5 separate regions of the Mus musculus genome follow, and regions 2, 3, 4 and 5 are each linked to region 1. Evidence: chromatin contacts called from public promoter capture Hi-C data. All regions are on one chromosome and are shown on one strand. The core of a region is the stretch at or near the end of the contact, and the rest is flanking DNA. Distances in the headings are between cores, read along the strand shown. Region 1 holds the start of Acat1 (acetyl-Coenzyme A acetyltransferase 1). Region 2 holds the start of Pih1d2 (PIH1 domain containing 2). Region 3 holds the start of Dlat (dihydrolipoamide S-acetyltransferase (E2 component of pyruvate dehydrogenase complex)). Region 4 holds the start of 2310030G06Rik (RIKEN cDNA 2310030G06 gene). Region 5 holds the start of 1110032A03Rik (RIKEN cDNA 1110032A03 gene).

Region 1 (2,574 bases), core at 37-2,536:
TGAACTCAGGACCTTTGGAAGAACAGTCAGTGCTCTTAACCACAGAGCCATCTCTCCAGCCCCGGGAACACTTATTTTACGAGTGAGGTTCTGCCCATCTCCAGATGAGAAAATAGACTATCCCTCTGGCTTTCCTATTACTGCAGTCACCCAGTACTTATTGTTTTTTTATCTTTCGGAGACTGGGTATCTCCAAATTGCCCACGTGGGTTGAAATCCTTGATCTCAAGCTCCTCTTGCCCGAGCAGCAACTCAAGTAAGATTCATTTTATAGTTTGTTTGCCCTCAGCTTCCAGCTCCAAGCCTCGGGCCCTCAATTATTCTTTCACAATCTCTTGCAGAGCAATGCTCTCTTTCAGCTCCTATTGCCAGAACTACCCGTTTCGGCGAACCCTGATTTTCTCAGAAACAAAACCACGCAAACCTAACTCCAGACTCTTAAAGACTGACCGACAAAGTCTAGAATGTCACCTTTGGAAAGTACAAAGTGTTCGCCGAACACAACCATCAGAAGCGAGGCACTCACTTCAAATAAAAATTATTTCTTGTACTGTCTCAGTAGCCATCTTGTTAGTTTTAAGACAATCTTCTGATTGCCATATAGTGCCTGAGCTCTGATTAAGACAATTAATTAAACCAATGATTAGCCAGGTGGTGGTTCATGCCTTTAATCCCAGCACTCTGCAGGTGGAGGAAGACCAATGAGCTCGAAGCCAGCCTGATCTTGAGAGAGAGAGAGAGAGAGAGAGAGAGAGAGAGAGAGAGAGAGAGCGTTCCAGGGCAGCAAGGGTTCCACAGAAAAACCAGTGGAACAAAATACAAACCAAACCCCAAAACTCAAACCAATCAAACAAAAAAACAAGGAAAAGGAAATCACAAGGTCACAAAAACGTCTTAGAAACTCCTGGGCCTACAGAGAGACTCAGCTCTCTGCAGTCTGGGATCGCGCCTGGTCAGGCCCAAGCTTTGCTGCACAGCTGATGCGGAGCGTGACAGTAGCACAGACTGACAGGTGGACTGACACACGACGGCGCAGGCACTCGATCCCCAAGGCGCTGGTGCTGAGCGCTGTGGCCCACGAGGACGGACCTCGCGGGCGGCTGGTGGGCTCCCCGATCCCGGCCCACCCCCGGAATCGACCCTGCTCACCTGCAGCAGCCCGCGAAGCAGAGGCCTGCGGACGACGCCGTGCAGAGCCACCAGGGCAGCCATGGAGACGCGAAAGGCTGTCAAGGGCAGAGAGACGCGCCGCGGCCTCCACTTCCCCACCGCAGAGCTTGCGACGTCGTGGCGGGCACCGCCCCGACCCTCTCCTCCAATAGCAGTCCAAGATCGCTGCGCTTGGCGGCGATTGGCCCGTAGCCAGAGGGCGGGGCCTGGCGCTTGGCCCGAGGACTGAGCTGAGGCTCTCCTGGACCAAAAAAAAAAAAAAAAAAAAAAAAAAAAAAGGACTAATGACCACGTGGCTTGACACCTAGGTGGTGCACGCTAAACTGTTGATTGTTGATGCCAGTTGTTTCTGCCTCCAGATGCCTGTAGTTTTCGTGCAGTCCGAGACTTTCCATTCACTTTGCCGTGCCTGATCAGGTGACTGTATTACCCAGACAAAGGATGTTGGTAAATGTTTCCAGCAATTCCCATTATATTCATTTATAATACAAATAAACCAATTTCTTACGTTAAAAGAATGTTGAAGTTGTTTTTCTGTAGGATGCTAAGTAAAATACATATTACTATCTAAACTTCACTGAGTAATAATAAGATTACATCAACTTTCAAAGAAACTCCCCGCAGGCTGGGTGTGATGGGACACACTCAGGAAAGAGGCAGGTGGATCTCTATGAGTTCGACGCCAGCCTGGTCCACATAGCGAGTCCCTGAACAACTAAAACTACAGACGGAGACCCTGTCTCCAAATAATTAAAACAAAACAGAAACAGTGCATTAACTGATATTACATGATAATTCTCACATTTGTGTAACCCATTGCTAAGGCTAGTTGGAGGATTGTTTTGCTTAGGTTTTGTTTGGTTAGTTTTTAGATAGGGTCCCACGGTGTAGCTCTGGCTATCCTGGAATTCACTATGTAGACCAGGATGGTCTTGAGCTCACAGAGATCTTTCTGTCTTTGCCTCCCTAGTGCTGGTATTAAAAGCACTATGCCAGGCCATTTGCTGACTTTGAATCTTCAGTTGGGGATAGCAGATCTTTCTGCTTGTGACATTAATTTTCCTTGATGTAAAACAAAAGGCACAACATACAAATTGAACAATTTACTTCAAGTCGACTTGTTTCATGTAATTGTGTGCACTCCTGTGTAGGCCAAGGGTAAACCTCAGATAACTCCCTCTGAGACTCTCTGCTGCTTTTTGTTTGGTGTTTTTTGTTTTGTTTTGTTTTTGTTTGTTTTGTGAGACAGGGTCTATCTCTCCTTGCACTAGAATGGCTGGCTAATAAGCCACCATCTCTACTCCTTCAACCCTATCCACCCATCCATGGAACTGGGGCTACAATCAAGGGCCACCACGCCTAGCTCTTTACATGGATGATGCTCTAAACGCTTTCTTGTGATGC
Region 2 (2,574 bases), core at 50-2,549, 3.0 Mb before region 1:
AATAGGACTGTTTTTTTAGTCAGGTTCTTAAGTGGCCTCGGCCAGCCCTTAACTCATCTTCTTACTGCCACCACCTGCCAACAGACATGCTCTTCCAGTTAGGATGAGTGAGGGTATTTAGATTAATTATAATACTTAAAACTATGCAAATGTTATGTAAATGTTACGATGGAGATTAAAATAATGACCAAAGTGGGAAAGGTCTGTACGTGATCGATACAGATACAATATGATTCCCCAGACATTTTCGGTTGGCCTTTTAACCTATGGGGATCCCCGAGTTTGGACTCTACCCCAACTCCTCAAAATCAAATTCCTTAAAGCCGTAACCTGCCCCCAGGCTGCATGGACTCAGGCAACGGGTGTGTTAGTGTCCCGGCTAGAAATCAAATCTCAAAACTCCCCAAAATTCGCTTGCAAAGATATAAACACGAAGATTTGAAGGCATCAAACACCACGTATGTCAACAGTAAAAAAATAAACTGAATTGTAAAAAAGTTTTTAGATGACCTAAATATCTCTACTCAGGACATTTTGTTTCCTACACTGTACGGAACTTTCCAAAACCCAGAAGACAACGATATTCACATGTGTAGCTAGCAGGGGCTTGGTGCCACTGTCCCGATGCTCACTCACCCCTCGATCCTGAGGAAATCAGGCATCCTGTTAGTGTGAGACGAAGAACCACTCCATTACAAGATCTCCTCCGACCCAGGAAGCCAAGGAGTCAGGGCTGAAAGGCAGCTCTGCAGCTTCACCCGAGTCCTTCGTGAAAACGCAGCCTTCCCACCGGTTACTGTGCCCTCCTCACCCGAGGCCCAGGCTACGGCTGCCTTCCCCCAGCCGAGCCCGCCCGGCGGCTCGCTCTCGGGGACCCAGGCCAGAGGAGGCGCAGGCGCGGAAAGCGGCCTGCGGGCGGGCGGACCGGGGCATTCCCCGCTCTCGCTGGGCTGGGCCGGCGCCCGGCGGCTCGCTTTCACTCCCGGGACAGAATGGGGACACAGGGCTTGGGCACGGCCTTCCGTTGGGCCCCAGGAAGTATCTAGAGTGCCTCGGGGGGAGCTTGAGGTTTCCAAGGGGACGTGGGGGAAAGCGCCCCCATGTCTGTCAGCGGGCTCCCTGCCCCGCCGCAGCCCCGGCGCTCTCGGCGGCCTTCCCTCGCAACGCCCTCCCGACACAAACACACACACACACACACACCCATACCGTGCGCCGCAGCCTCGCGTGGCGGGGTGGGAGAAAAGGTGGCGGCTTCCTTCCGGGCCGGAAGTCGTGCTCCGGAGAAACGCTTCCCTCCCACCGGAGACTCCCACAGAGCGGGCTCGCCGGTCGCCGTGGAAGCTGACGGGTGCAGGAAGGAAGGCGGCGCTCTCCCGAGAGACAAGCGGGACGGCCTGCGGAGGAGCCAGTCCGGACCCGGAGAAGAGAACCGGAACTGGATATAGAGACACAGCTCTACTTTGCGCTCTCCGGACCCAGTTAGATGGTGTACCGGGACTGGTTACCATGGTAACCGGAGTCGCAGTTTGTCGGCAAACTGAGAGAAGACGTGCGCGTTTCCCCCACGTTTGGATTAAGTGTGTATTCGTTGTTGATTTAATCTAACTTTAATATATAATTTGAAGACTCTAAACCTCTTTTTAAAAATATTGGGAACTTTCTCTTTTGCAGAAGGAGGGTGATTGAAGGAGGGCGGAATCTTTGACTATTGCTCTCACATAATGTTCCAGCTTTAAATATTAGTGTTCTTAATCCTTATCTTTTTTTTAAAGATTCATTTATTTATTATATACAGTGTTCTGCATATATAGCTCTATGTCAGAAGAGGCGCCAGATCTCATTATAGAATTGTGAGCTACCATGTGGTTGCTGGGATTTGAACTCAGGACCTCTAAAAGAGCAGTCAGTGCTCCTAACCGCTGAGCCATCTCTCCAGCCCCCTCATCTTTATTTTGAGTATATACACTGCTTGCTCAAGGCAACATAGATGTCTGAAGTTTGCAAGAACGTAAGCATACTGGCTCCAGTGCGCCTACTTTTAACTACTATACTGTCTGTCTATGTATCTGTCTCCCCCGACCCCAGTCTCTCTACCCGTCTTTCTTTCACGCACACACACACACCCCTACCTCACAATTCCAGGTCTGGAAGGCACCAAGTCAGCCAATATCCAACTATTGGAACAAAAGTCCTTTCTGTTCCCTCTGTATTTATGAAGACCAGACGGAAGTACAGGTACAACGTAGGAATTTAGGAAGTGGTTCTACTCACAGACTGTAGGAAAGCCAAGATAAAGCAGTATGGGTGTGCAATCTTTTAGTTAAGACCCGCAGCACACTTGCAAAAGCCTTCCTCCTTCCCTGAAAGAAGAAACAGGGCAGTAAATACCTTACATGCCTTTTCTCAAGTCCTGTCTCTCTGCAGGTTCCAAAGGCCTGTCTCATCACCATCATGACGGTGTCCTCAAAGGGTCTTCTTACCCACATTTCCCAGTTCTGGAATATGCTCGATGATTTGGCTGAAAATGACCCCGAGCGCTACCGGAACTTCATTCAGCAGGAGTTGAAAGATGGC
Region 3 (2,574 bases), core at 36-2,535, 3.0 Mb before region 1:
GTTACACCGTGATCTCAAAAACAATTTAGCTAGCTGCTGACAACGTAGCTAACCAATCATCTCTAATAAATGGGGAGGTGGGAGGGGAGCTGCTTCTTAAAGAGAAAGAGGAAACTACCTACCAGAAGGCTAAGCTTTAGTCTATTCAGCAAAGCCACTCCCTTAGGTAAAATCTGCGTGTTTTAAGACTTACCTCTGCAATTAGATCACCCTCACTGATTTTTTCCCCTTCTTTTTTTTCCCAGCGGGCTATGGTGCCTGCCTGCATTGTAGGGGAAAGGGAAGGTAATGGAACCTGCAGAAAAAGAAGCATACATTTAAACAGGCATACTTAGCCCTCGGCGTGCTTTCATTCCACCCAAGTTCATGCAGAGTATTTACTGAGTCACATTTCAAACTGTTCACTGGAGATACAAAGGGAGATCTAGCACTCCAGAAATTCATGACTTTCAGAGGCAGGTTGATCCTCCAGTCAGTCTAGTGGATCTGAGAAAGCACGTGAGACTTCTCAGACCTTTTGCCCATAGCCGCAGGCTTAGACCTCTTTCAATAGAAAAGATGCCCACTGGGAAGGTCTTGGGCGAGGGACCGTAATAGATCTGGGAGGGAGCTGGCTGTCGGAGGCCTCTCAAGGAGGATTCCCCACGCCAAGGAGCGGGCTCTGAAGGACAACAGGCTCCAGGGTGGGTCACTCACCTTCTGATGCGGAGGGAGGCTGTAAGAGCGGCGGCTGGGCGACCCCAGGAGTTGTCGCAGCAAGCGGTTACGCGGGACAGTGCCGGAGCCGGAGCTCCAGCCGCACAAGGAGCGGACCCCATAGCGGGGGATCCCACTACCGCAACGGACCGCAGCGGGGCCAATCCGCGGGCTCCCGCATGGGGCCCCGGGGCCTTCCTTCAAGGCCGCCCACCGAGCCCTGAACCCATCCCTGGGCACAGCACTCCGCGCCCTCCGCGCACAGACGCGCCACATTACTGCCACCGACCCCCACGCCCCAAAGGCTCCGCCGTCTCCGGAGTGACCTCTCCAAGAGCAGCGCGGCTCTGCCGTCAGCCGCGCACTGCGGTCGCGCAGTGTCGTAAAAGCGGCTGCTTGGACGGGCGACCGGAACGTAGGGTTTCCGTGCCCCTCTGCGGGGGGGACGCGTCGGAGACACCCGAGAGGGACGGGAGGCTGCCGCTTAGGATCTGCGGTGACGAAGGCGCTGCGAGGCAGTGCGGGGGCGGTGCACGTTTGGGAGAAACGGGAAAGGCCCTAGGAGAGGTGTCGCAGAGGATGGGAAGTACGGACCAGGGCCGCTCTAAGGGACCCGAGAGTCGGACCGGCTGCAGCCTGAGGGCAGGGAGGCGGTGCCAAAGGGAACGACCGCCTTTGCTTTAAGAAAAAGCTGGGGAAAAGAGCCCGGGCTGACAGTAATGCAAAGCTTTAGGTCGATGGGTGCGGGCGCACCTTGGAAAGTTGGAGAAAGGAAAGGCCCTCGAGTGACGGGGGATCAGGGGGTGACCCTTGGCTGCAGAGCCCGCCCCGTGCAGGCTGTCCTAGGTCCCTAACCCACCGGAAACGGGAGCAGCAGGGTTTTCAGCCAAATGATGTGAAGGGCAGCCAAGAGAAAGGTACATTTTCACATTTCCAGTTAGTCACAGAAGACTAATTATATTTCCTCTATAAAGATACTTGTTTGTAAAAAGCAGTTTTATTACCCCCAGATTTCCACCGTATCCTCTTAAATAGCGAAAATATTTTAACACACACACATTCCTTTAATTATAGCATTACGGAGACAGAGGCAGGTGGAACCCTAGATTCCAGGACAGCCTGGTTTAATGCTGTTCATTGCCAGGCCAGCTTGGGCTACATACTGAGATTCTTTTTTTTTTTTTTTTTAAAGAAAGGTTTAAGATACAACTTTGCGAAAGTCGTTGTCGTGCTGTCCCGCAGTTCTGTGAATTCAATAGGAAAACAACAACAGAAACCTTTCTTAAACTATGGAGTAACAATGTGGGGTCAAAAGAAAAAAAATGGCAACAGTGAAAAGCTGCCGAACCCAGCCGCGCCAACCTAGGTTGTTTCTCACTACTGCTGCCTACACTGAATCCTACCGCGTCGCTGCAGCTGTGGCTGTGAGGACACCCGTGCCCTTTGTACTGCCATGCCCTCGGTGTCACACGAGGCCAGCCAACACTGCCTGAAACACCTTGGCACAGATTCCCCGTGTATGGTGTGATTCGCACTGGTTTTACTGTACAAAGTGTTCTGCTCTCACGTGAGCATAATGATTTAATTGCAGAAAGACATTTCCCACAGTTATCCCTTCTATATAAACATTATAGTAGTATAATCTTTAGGTTGAATTGTTATGAGTATTTGGATTTTAAAATTGCCGTGGCTGATTTGAATTTCATAGAAAATCAATCAGTGAATTTTGGTTTGAGATTAGGACTAAATTTTCCAGTAAATGTCTCCCTAGATTTTCCTATTCTATGTATATATATAATATATATATATATATATATATATATATATATATATATATATATATATTAAATTATGACATTATTTTCTGTGTATATGCTA
Region 4 (2,574 bases), core at 20-2,519, 2.9 Mb before region 1:
ACCTTGGCTATCCTGAAATGGCCTGCCTCTGCCTTTCAATAGCTGGGATCAAAGGCATTCACTACCATGTTTATCCAAGTTTCCTTTTATTGCTGACTTCTGTATCTGTCACTTCCTGGTACCCAGCACATGCTCAGTTGATATTTGTTTAATAACCAACTAGATTAATAAACTAGCAGGCACAGGACTGGAGTCTAGTATTGTTTTCAAATTTTAGGTGCTTTCCAATGTATCTCACTTTTCTCTCTACATGTGATGTTTACCTGTAAATAAGTATTCTTTGAACTCTGACCCAGACATGGATCATATAGCTAAGAGGCAGCTGACAGGATGAAGCCATATTTGGGAGTTTGTAGTGGTGGTGAACACCCTGGGGGGAAAGTTACAAAAACCACAAATAATCTATTATTTGGTGGGGTTTTTTGTTGTTGTTGCTGTTGTTTTTATTTTGTATTTTTTGTTCTTACTAGCTTTCGATCTCTAAAACCAACCTATGATACAAATAATAGGGACTGTATATTTTTAAAAAAATCGAGGACCCAGTGAATTGACTGGACTGCATGAGGCCACACAGCAAATAGCATGAAAGTTATATTCACAGTTCCAGTGGATTCTCTTCCTTCCCACTTCTGCAGTTTCAAACAAACATTTGTCCAAATTCAGTTGCTCAATCCATGGTCACATCTCTGATTACCTAGTGAGGAAAGTATGGGCCCTGAAGTCTAGCCTCCGCGCTTGGAATCTTGTTTTACCTGCTAAGCTACTAGCCATGTGACTGACACTACCTTCTCTGAGCCTCCGCTCCTTAACCGGCCAAGATGGGAACAACGGTAAGACCACTCACTCACAGAAGACCTGGGACAATTAACCCAGATTAGAAAGTGACTGCACATAGAGAGCACTCCAATGCTCCCGTTATTATGATCTGCGGAAGAATAAAAAAGGAGAGAGCATCGGAAGGAAGGAAAGGAGAGAAGAGAGAAACCAGGCTGGCCCACCGGTGCAGCCAACCTCTGGCCACTCTCCAGCTTGCTGTGTTTTCCAAGCGTCCTAAGGCACCGCTCTCTGCTCCACCTAGGACGTGGCAGGTGGAGGAAGGCACGGACGGTCTCCAGGCTGTCTGATTCTCAGGGTTTCATATCCACCACCGGAGGCGGTCCCCTCCACCTTTCGGCCCTACTCACCAGGTTCCCCCACAGCAGAGCCGGTTTCCCATGGCGGTTGTGTCTCCCAGGGAGCCCAGCTGGTTTTCAGACATAAAGAGGTTTGCGCATTTCCTGGTTCCCGGCTGAGCGAACGGCAACGGCTCCCAGGAAGTCTGTCAGGATCAGATTTCAACCGAGTAGGTTGGACCTTGGAAGCCACCTGGTGGAATGATTCCCAAGTGACTGTTCGCAGCCAAAGGGCAGGAAGACACACGGGCTCCAGGTGAGAGTTATCTCACCTTAGGGATTTGAAACTCCTTTTGATGAAGCTGCAAGCTTCGATTTATAAAGAAACCTGAGATACAAAAGGGCTCTGAGTTTCCATAGGAAATGTGTCTCTCTGTATCGCACGGCCTTTGAAATAGACCCTCCATAAGGGAGTCAAAGCTCGGCCACTACGTTTGCCCTACCACACTCAGGTTTGAGTTTCACTGTCAAGGTAATTGGTACTAGTTTCTGATGTCCTCAATTTGGGTTTGAATCCTAGAGGCTTTTGGAACCTGAAATGTAGGAAAATGGAATGCTCTCATATTCCCACGACTAGAATTAATAATGTGCGCATATCTCCTAACCATTTACCATCTAGATTTCCAGCACACCAAGGCATAAGTACTGAATGTATTACTTAATCCTCTTTCTGGTATAAACCAGATGGCTAACTGATTGGCACGGAGCACTCAATGTTCTCTCCCCAGTCCAGGACCATGAAATCTCTACTTACCCCTGCTTGTAGCTTCTGCTTCCAATGACCCAAAATTGGATTCACTCTTCCCTGGCCAGAAACTATGAGGCAGCTGAATGAATTCCCCTGAGACAATATGTTACCAGGTTGAGTATGGTGTATACCTCCTGGCACTCGGGAGGCAGGAGGATGAGGATCTCTGAGAGTTTGAGGCCAGCCTGGGCTACAGGAGCAAGTTTCAGGACAGCCAGGAATTCATAGAATTCATAGAGGTACCCTGTCTTAAATAAACAGAAACAAACAAGAGAGAAAGAAAGGAAAGAGAGAAGGGAGAATATGTCTCTAAGAAAATCTTTGAAACCTGCAATTCCGATCTTCAATATTTTCTTGGCATTTTGAGTATTGTCCTGGAATATTCATAGTCAGCCCTGAACTCCATGGAGTACACTGGATTCTGAATTCCTCCTCATCTTGGGAAAAACGGGCCTGAGAGTGGCCACTTCATAGGGCTGTGATAACTGAATGAGGTATGTGTGTACAAAGCTTCTGAACAGGCCAGACGCATGGGACGCCCTCAGTAAGTCTTAACCATTGTTACTACTATTGTTCTCAGTGATCAGATGGCTAAGCATTGTATTCTACTATCTCATGTTCCAATCCTGCAGGCCATTCCGTATCCTACTATTA
Region 5 (2,574 bases), core at 36-2,535, 2.8 Mb before region 1:
ATGAGAAATGGAATACTTGGCCTTTTTCCGAGACAGGGTCTCTCTGTGTAGCCCTGGCTGTCCTGGAATTCACTCTGTAGACCAGGCTGGCCTTGAACTTAGAAATTTACCTGCCTCTGCCTCCCAAGTACTGGGACTAAAGGTGTGTGCCACCACAGCTGGCTATACTTGGTTATTGTGGTGGCTGGTTTTCAGTTTTTAGCTAACTACTTCCAGATAGACACGCCCATCTGATCAATGTTAGAGTGCTAGATTGTCTTTTCAAACGTGATTTTGGGAGGAAAGTTGATTTTTCTGAAGGTCACCTGATCAGGATTGTCAAGGACAAAAAGCCCTTACCAAATCAATAAAGTAGCTTCATTTTTTCTCAAATGAATTCAAAGTTTTTCATTTTACATTTTGAGACCTCCTGCTGGCTGTCATTTAGTGGCTTTCTATATTCTATAATATATTTCTATATTCTCAGAATAGGGTCTAGGCTATTAAATGGTTAAAACACTCAATTTGGTCTGGCTTCCTTTTTAACTCTACAGTGTCACCTGCTAGTCCGTCTCCCGGCCAACTGTGTTCAACCAGTCAAACATAACTTTTTTTTTTTTTTAACTATGATTTTATGAACATTGTTCCTTCTGCCTTTTTAATCCTTTTTACCTAACTAAAACGAGCTCCCCTCCCCCAACTAGCTTTCAGCTCAGGCTAACTTCAGGGAATCTATGTCTCCCTTCCCCAGCTTCGTAGGGCTTCCCCTTGTGTATGCTTCATTCATAGTATCCCGAATTCCTTCACTCACGGTGGGTACACACCCCATTCTATTCGAGTTGCCTCTTCTGCTGTGTGCATTTGTCATCTGACAGCAGGCAGGCCACTTCCAGTTCATCCATACACCTAGTTGCTCTCACAGTGCTATGGAACAAGACAGGCGTTCAATGTTACTTCTTGAAAATAGGATATATAAACACCTGGAGATATGTTGAGTGGTTGAGAGAACAGGAGACAGCCATGTCAGGAGATGGTGCAGTTACAGCGTCCTGAGCCTCTGGAATACGCAGGACTCGTCTCACCCCTCAGTTAGTGACAGTTATGCTTCAAGCAAGAATGGCGAAGACGCTCAGGGCCGTCCGTGTTGGGCCGTCCGAGTACTGAAAAGAAAACGAGCCTTTGGAGGCGCACAAAGGTGAAGGGGCAAGGCCAAGAGCTCCATTTTACTTCCCCGCTCGAAGCTCCCGAGCAGTAGCTCCAAATGTTTATCCTGGTAACAAGCTGTTGATGCGTCATCACTTAGTGCCGGGTGGAGTGGGGAGGGGAGGGAGACGAGGCCCACGCGAAGGAAGTGACGTAAGAAATGTGCGCCCCGGAGAGCGCCGGCAGGTAAGCCGGAGGAGACCATGCTTCCCCGGCGCCTCCTGTTGGTCGGGGAGGGGAATTTCTCCTTCGCCGCTTCTCTGATCGACGGCCTGGATCCCAGCGTCAGTGTTACCGCTACCGGCTTCCAGCACCGGGCGGCTCTGGAGGGAGATCCGGTAGCGCTAGAGAACCTAAAGCGCCTGCGCGAACGAGGTAGCAAGTCCCAGCCCGCCCCGAGGGCCCGCCCGGAGCGTAAGGGTGTGGCTCGCGCGGGGAACTCGAGGGCGCCTCCTGGGGGCGCTCAGGCGGATGCGCGTGTGTGCTCAGGTCTGGGCTGGGCTGCATTGTTGGCAACCCAACCATGCATTGAGTGGTGGTGTTTGTCCAGGTTTACAGATCTTAAGACGTCTTTTGGTCTCTATTTCACGCCTTTAAACCTTGCCAGGTGTCGAAGTGCGTTTTGGTGTGGACTGTACCCAGCTGTCACATGCCTTGCCAGCCGACGATAGGGATTTTGATCGAATTTATTTCAACTTCCCGCACTGTGGACGAAAAGCTGGAGTAGCTAAGAACAGGGAACTGCTTGCCAAGTTTTTCCAGAGGTGAGGCAAGACGAGTCCTGGCATAGAAAATGTTTCCAGGTTCCCATAACCAAATCACTGCACACAAACTTTGTCGTTGGGGAAATAAGTTGCTAGAATACACGAGGAAAGAAGATAAAACCCAGAGAAAACCATAATCTTGTCTTAAAGATTTACGTATAACCCTAGATGTTAAAGTATAAATTACAAGGAAAAGGCAAGTTTATTTTTCAAAAATTAGTGTGTGTATGAGTGTGGCGGTCAGAGAACAACTTACAGAAGCGGGTCCTCCTTCCATCGTGTATCCAGGAGATAGAACTTTGGCTACTAGGCTTGGTGGCAAGCACCATTACCCAAATTGTGTGTGTGTGTGTGTGTGTGTTTTTAAATATGGATATGGGTGTTTTGTCGGCATGCATGTCTGTGCAACAGTTGTGTGCCTCCTTAGAGGACATTGGTTCCCCTGGGACTAGAGTACTGATTGGTGTCGCCATCATATGGGTACTGAAAATTGAACTTTTGAACAGCTAGTGCTCTTAACTGCTGAATCTTTCAGCCCACCTCAAAAAGGTTTTAAAAAATGCAAATCGTAAGAGTCAGTATAGCTTGATGACGACAAGATTGGATTTAAGAGTCACATGGCCTAGGT

The links. Promoter capture Hi-C pulls out the DNA fragments that hold promoters and counts their contacts. Capture Hi-C pulls out chosen DNA fragments and counts their contacts.
Region 2: a promoter capture Hi-C map of hippocampal neurons shows a contact between it and region 1, with 5 times the contacts expected there. The contact joins the promoter of Pih1d2 here to the promoter of Acat1 in region 1. A contact is called at or near these places in 5 of 39 promoter capture datasets (cranial neural crest, erythroid cells, hippocampal neurons and 2 more) and 1 of 115 datasets of contacts at active chromatin or transcription factors (embryonic forebrain).
Region 3: a promoter capture Hi-C map of liver shows a contact between it and region 1, with 6 times the contacts expected there. The contact joins the promoter of Dlat here to the promoter of Acat1 in region 1. A contact is called at or near these places in 3 of 39 promoter capture datasets (cranial neural crest, hippocampal neurons and liver).
Region 4: a promoter capture Hi-C map of liver shows a contact between it and region 1, with 3 times the contacts expected there. The contact joins the promoter of 2310030G06Rik here to the promoter of Acat1 in region 1. A contact is called at or near these places in 5 of 39 promoter capture datasets (cranial neural crest, hippocampal neurons, liver and 1 more).
Region 5: a contact with region 1 is called in a promoter capture Hi-C map of adipose tissue. The contact joins the promoter of 1110032A03Rik here to the promoter of Acat1 in region 1. A contact is called at or near these places in 3 of 39 promoter capture datasets (cranial neural crest, erythroid cells and liver), 2 of 115 datasets of contacts at active chromatin or transcription factors (astrocytes and large pre-B cells) and 2 of 9 other capture datasets (adipose tissue and liver).

The regions. Positions count from the first base shown.
Region 1 is chr9:53,609,064-53,611,637 of GRCm38.p6, forward strand. Acat1 (acetyl-Coenzyme A acetyltransferase 1) reads right to left here and starts at 1,287. Exons shown (of 12, transcript NM_144784.3): 1 at 1,150-1,287. The coding sequence starts at 1,212.
Region 2 is chr9:50,616,022-50,618,595 of GRCm38.p6, forward strand. It overlaps Pih1d2 (PIH1 domain containing 2), which reads left to right and starts at 1,300. Exons shown (of 6, transcript NM_028300.2): 1 at 1,300-1,577; 2 at 2,425-2,574. The coding sequence starts at 2,452. Nkapd1 (NKAP domain containing 1) reads right to left here and starts at 1,443. Exons shown (of 6, transcript NM_212449.2): 1 at 1,207-1,443.
Region 3 is chr9:50,658,495-50,661,068 of GRCm38.p6, forward strand. Dlat (dihydrolipoamide S-acetyltransferase (E2 component of pyruvate dehydrogenase complex)) reads right to left here and starts at 1,286. Exons shown (of 14, transcript NM_145614.4): 1 at 697-1,286; 2 at 194-295. The coding sequence starts at 972.
Region 4 is chr9:50,745,258-50,747,831 of GRCm38.p6, forward strand. 2310030G06Rik (RIKEN cDNA 2310030G06 gene) reads right to left here and starts at 1,270. Exons shown (of 4, transcript NM_025865.3): 1 at 1,185-1,270. The coding sequence starts at 1,216. It also overlaps a transcript of Cryab not described here.
Region 5 is chr9:50,766,899-50,769,472 of GRCm38.p6, forward strand. 1110032A03Rik (RIKEN cDNA 1110032A03 gene) reads right to left here and starts at 1,286. Exons shown (of 4, transcript NM_023483.4): 1 at 960-1,286. The coding sequence starts at 1,001. It overlaps Fdxacb1 (ferredoxin-fold anticodon binding domain containing 1), which reads left to right and starts at 1,340. Exons shown (of 5, transcript NM_198675.2): 1 at 1,340-1,557; 2 at 1,790-1,946. The coding sequence starts at 1,386.